2 separate regions of the Pan troglodytes genome follow, and region 2 is linked to region 1. The links are chromatin contacts, called in public Hi-C maps. All regions are on one chromosome and are shown on one strand. The core of a region is the stretch at or near the end of the contact, and the rest is flanking DNA. Distances in the headings are between cores, read along the strand shown. Region 1 overlaps LOC741049 (a long non-coding RNA gene). Region 2 has its middle 59 kb from the start of F3.

Region 1 (2,690 bases), core at 87-2,586:
AATTTCTTCTCAGTGTGAGCATACTATTTCATTGCACTCTCTCCAACATTTGGATCATTTTATTTTTAACGTGCATACAGTACTTAAGACATTTAGTCAGCGAATGCTATATCACTGTTGTTTTCATTTTAATATCAGGAGTTTACATCTTTCATATGATAATTTATTCCTGTGTCTGCATGTCTTCCTTTGTAAATTGGCCAACATTTTTGCTCATTTTTCTGTTGTTTTCCCCTAAAATTTTTATGATCCTACCTTAGAATAAAGATACAAGGTTTTTAGAAACTATTTGCAGTAGATATGACAATCCCTAGTTTTGAATTCCTATCATTTTACATTAATTTATGTCTGTAGTCAAGTATTTTCCAATATGATTTTCTATTACTTGAAAACTTAGTCCTTCATCCTCTAGAAACTTGACAAATAGTAAAATTTACATCTGTGAAGTTTTTCTATGATACAATGTCTGTTTAATTCTCATTCATCCAGAATATATTTCAAGCCATGATGTAAATTGAGAACCTACACACTTTCTTTTTATTATTACTGCTTATTTATTATTTTATTCATTTATTTTATGTGTAACTTTGTTCCAACAAGAATTTTATTTATTCATTATTATTTAAGTAGTCTTTCTGTCTATAACATGTAGTTAATTCTTGCACAGTGTATGTAATATGCAGTATCTTTAGGCCACTGAGTGTACTCCACAGAAGTCATCCTTCTGTCACTATAACCGTATCACGTGCACTGATAACACAAGTACTCCCAAAATGACCCAGTCTCCTTTTGAATTTGATAAATTGCCTGAATATACATTTAGGTAAATTTTAAGAATACTTTGCCAAGCCTTCTACCCCATGAAATAATCCTAGTGGATTTAGTTTGAAATAGCATTAAAGGTACAAATTAACTTTGAAACAAGTCCTATCTTCACAATGTTTTCCTTTCTTGACATGATGGGCCTTCTGTTTATTCCAGCCTTCTTTCGCATTGCTCATTGAAATTTGTGCCTTTATTTCTATCTGTTACGTTTGTTTCCCATTCTGCCCCCACTTTAGTTTCACTTTGTATCTTCCCAGTTCCTTAGAGAATGAACAGCCACACATAATGCAATAGGACTTTTATTTAGGGTAGATGAGAAATCCTAGATCAGTTTTCATTTTACTAAACAATTAGTTAACAGAAGCATTGCCTAAGAGGCCTGTGCTCTAACTAGAACGGCAGAGTTCTCCAAGTCATTTGTTTCATCTGGTTAATAACCACTTGAAAGCCCTGTGCTCTCTTTCAAGTTACTTGGCTCCATCTTCTGGTTTGAATTATGAGTACTTGGAGTAAGGGCAGTTAAAAGTTGCCAGAGCAGGGCTGAGACTGGGGTGAGGTGAGTTGCGCATCTAGGGTCCAGATTTAAGGAAGCGTCTGCTCTCAGGCCCCCTGGTGCCTCGTCCACCACACCTGGTCCCAGCCTGCCCCAGGGAACCGGCTGCTGTGAGCCAGCTAGCATCTGGCAAGCAGCTGGGAGAGGGAGCCACCGTTTCCCCCATAGCTCTGCCCTGGGCCTGCACAGTGGGAGTTGCTGTCACCGTCCACAGGGAGCACTTGGCCCAGCCTGGCTAATGGGCCCCACTCTTGCTTCTCCAGGTCACTTTTGTGTTTTTTAGATGCAAGAGGCATCTACAGCTGGAACAGACTGACAGCCTGACACCATCTAAATGCTCTTACAAGATCCATAAAGCCAAATCATTTCCATTTGAGAAGCACTTTGTCTGAACTGTGTTATTGGTCCATGGGTCATGACCTCCCTCTAGCCTGTGCCACCCTAACTGCCCTTAACTGTCCAGAACAACCACCACCCCTGCCCCTGAAGCCTTCCCTGGAAGGCTTCAAGCACAAGAGCTCGTTTTTTAAAAATCCAAGAAGAGCTGAATATGAGCAGATGAAAGCAGCTATAATAAAATGATTATAAAACCTATATGGGAGGGGAGTTTAGATAGATGTGACACTTGATTCCACAGTCTTTCCATGCTATTCAAATGCAGAGAGTAAAATATTTTTGGTTTTGTGCTATTTACACTTAGTAGTGTTCCAATATCTTTAATTTGTGAGTATTAAAAACATTCTTTAGTTTTATTATTTTGAAATGAATACTCAGTAAATCTTCCAAAGATGTAGAGGAGGGTTGGGTAAGAGAAACTTATATAACCGTCTTAGTTAACAAAGTGAGGGATATTCTGCTTAGTTAGAAATGGCTCTAAAAACAGAGAAACTAAGATTATAAAATTTAGAATGAGAGATAAAAGGAAAAAGAAAAGAAAAGCAAGGTTGAGGAGCAAATGAGAGGGAAGAGAACATCGGAGAGCAGAAACGTGGCAGGAGCAGCAAGAGGCCCACACACAGTAAGACCCCAGACAGATTTGAGGCAGCAGGCAGGGCTGGGGCATTCAGTGTGGGGCAAACGGGCCTCCCCACCACCACCCCACACAAATTGCTCACAATAATCCTCAAAATTAGCACTTAGTACAATCATTTTTGTTACTAATAATGACTGTATGCCTTTGAGAAAGTTGAGGCACACAGTCCCCCCACTTAAAGCAGCCATATTGATCTATTTCATTATAATGTTATTTGTCTCTTAAATAATTTGTTATAAAAGCAAATAGATATATCAACCCATAAAAGACACAGTGGTT
Region 2 (2,690 bases), core at 55-2,554, 210 kb before region 1:
GAGAAGCTGGAACCACAGGTGTGTGCCACCATGCCTGGCTAATTATTGTATTTTTTGTAGAGTTTTTCCATGTTGCCCAGGCTGGTGTCAAACTCCTAGGCTCAAGTGATTCACCCGCTTTGGCCTCCCAAAGTGCTGGAATTGAGCCACCACGCCTGTGTGTCAAGCTATAATTTTAGGAGTCTTTGTAAAGAGCACTTTAAAAGAGATTTTTCATTTAACGTTTGGAGTAACTCCATGACATTGGAAATTTCATAGAAAGAAATCAGAGCTCAGGAATGTTTCTTTTTGGTTTAGGTTTGGATGCCTATGGCAGAAAAAGCCTAAAGTAATAATGACTAAAATAGGATAGAACTATATTTCCCTTTCATATGAAAGAAGTTTGTCAATAGACAATTCAGAGCTTATACAATTTTATGTAGTGGAAGGACCTGAGCCCTTTTTGTCTTTTTGCTCTCAGCCTTAGCGTCTACCTTTTTTTTTTTTTTTTTTTTTTTTTTTTTTTGAGACAGGGTCACGCTCTGTCGCCAGGCTGGAGTGCAGTGGCATGATCTCGGCTCACCACAACCTCTGCCTGTCGGGTTCAAGCGATTCTCCTGCCTCAGCCTTCTGAGTAGCTAGTACTACAGGCGCACACCACCACGCCTAGTTAATTTTTTTGTATTTTTAGTAGAGACTAGATTTCACCATGTTGGTTAGGATGGTCTTGATCTCCTGACCTCATGATCTGCCAGCCTCAGCCTCCCAAAGTGCTGGGATTACAAGTGTGAGCCACCGTGCCTGGCCTTTAGCTTCTACTTTATGGTCCGATTCCCACAATCCCCTCCATGTTCCAGCCAGCAGGCAAGAAGAAGGAACAAAAAAGAGTGCACTCGCTTTTTTCAAGAACACTTCCTGAAAGTCGCATACATTGCTTTCACTTATAACTCATCAGCTAAAACTTAGTCACATGGCTAGACCTAGTTGCAAGGGAGGTTGGGAAATGTAGTGTTTATTGTGGGAGGCCATTTACCCCACTAAAAATCAGGGCTTCTGATACCAAGGAAGTAAAGAATGGCTTTGGGACCAAACAACCAGCAATTTCTGCTTTTGGAGTGAAATAGCATGCCCAGAGTTTCTCAGTTGTGCCCTGTCTGCAGAAGACACTGCGTACCCCAGAGGCAAGTAGTAAGGACAGGGTGGTGGCGGAAGGGTGGGAGCTTAGCATAATGTCCACCCTCAAATTAGGGAGGTGGCTCTAGGGTTCCCGGCCGGCTCTCCTGCAATTCCAGTTACTTTGCCAGGAGCCTGGAGGACTCAGCTAACTGCCTGAATCTTCACTGCCACCTGGCTTTAGCCAGTGGTCACTGGTACTGAAGCCTGTTGCAGCCTGCAAGCCGGAGCGGAGAGGGAAAATTTCAAAGTCAGTGTTGAAATCATCAGGAGGAGTACAAAGTAGAGCCATTTTTATTTCTTTCCAGGTCCCTGACCTCAGTTTCTCTTTGAGAATGGTGGATTTGTGGTTCAGCTAATATTTAGTGAGCATCTACTTTATGCAAGACCCCAGATAGCCCCGAGGCAATACAGACTTGAGTGGACAGGGTCCTACTTTCAGGATCATAGATGTGTACACAGGTAACTCTAAGGCAAGGCCCCGGAAAAGGTAAAGTGAGGTGGGCAATCAGCGTAGGGGGTTGGGGGAACATTCAGGAAACAGAAGGCATTTGAGCTTGGCTTGGAGGAGCAGTTGGAATAGTGATTAGAGTAACTTGGGGAAATGGTCAAAGGGCACCCCAAAGAAAGAAAAGAAGAGCAGAAAGGGCCTGAGAAAAAGTAATTAACGTAGAACCATTGGAGTTTATGGAGGCTGTGTGGTGTGTGTGTGTAGTGTGTATGTGCATGTTTTTAGAATGGACATGGGCATGGAGACGGGGTGGAATGAGATGAGAGAAAAAACTGGGAAAGTAGTTTGAAGTAGCTCGCAGCAGGCTGTACATGCTAGAATAAGAACCCCAGGCTTTATTATGTAGAAAGGAGAAAGTCATCAAAACATTTTGAAAGGGGGTAACATAATAGGCTTCCCTTTCTGTCATATATATATATATATACACATTTTTTTTTTATATAAAGCAGCAGACATTCTCTAAGAGGGCCAAACACCAACACAAGTCACAATAGAGAGGGCTTATTATCGGCATTTTCAGTTTTCCATTTACAGACATTCTATAGTTAGATCATGACAAATTTCCATGGGAAAAGCTCAAAGTGTGGAATGAGCATAGTTCTGTTCCCATCTGAATAGGTTGTCACTAGCCAAGGTCACTGGGGAGGAGGCTCTAGAGACTTGTCCAGATACAGCTTCTCTCTCTGTGGGTTAGACTTAGCCTGACTCCCCAGGAGCAGGGCAGCCTCACCTGAATGGTAGCTGAGCAGGGCACTGAGCAGGGAGGGACAAGAGCTTCCTCTGCCCAAGCCCAGGGCACCTGGAAAGCCAGCCTCCTCTCCTGGAGGAAAGGAGGAGATTGAGAGGGTGACCCGGGGTGGTGGACAACTGTATCCCTCATGTTCTCTGCCACTTCCACCTACACTGTTGCAGTGTCTGAGAAACTTATCAGAACAAGTTCTCCTGTCCATTAAATAGCATTTAATCCTCCGAGGAGCCTTAAGAATTGGGAATATGCTACATTTTACTCTGGAAAATATGTTTAGTT

The links. Hi-C and Micro-C count contacts between places; a contact is called where the count stands out from the background.
Region 2: a contact with region 1 is called in a Hi-C map of induced pluripotent stem cells, with 3 times the contacts expected there. The contact joins two enhancer-like sites. A contact is called at or near these places in 3 of 7 Hi-C or Micro-C datasets (induced pluripotent stem cells and stem cell-derived neural progenitor cells).

What each region holds. Positions count from the first base shown.
Region 1 is chr1:136,372,452-136,375,141 of NHGRI_mPanTro3-v2.0_pri, reverse strand. All of the region lies in intron 1 of LOC741049 (a long non-coding RNA gene), which reads right to left. Among named protein-coding and RNA genes, the nearest start is that of SLC44A3, 18 kb to the right of the region's middle. Within about 2 kb of position 1,336, at least 11 of the 24 cell types and tissues checked have an H3K27ac peak or open chromatin away from gene starts, as enhancers often do. A contact at or near this core is called in induced pluripotent stem cells, where this site is marked.
Region 2 is chr1:136,577,600-136,580,289 of NHGRI_mPanTro3-v2.0_pri, reverse strand. No RefSeq gene overlaps it. Among named protein-coding and RNA genes, the nearest start is that of F3, 59 kb to the left of the region's middle. Within about 2 kb of position 1,304, at least 2 of the 24 cell types and tissues checked have an H3K27ac peak or open chromatin away from gene starts, as enhancers often do. A contact at or near this core is called in induced pluripotent stem cells, where this site is marked.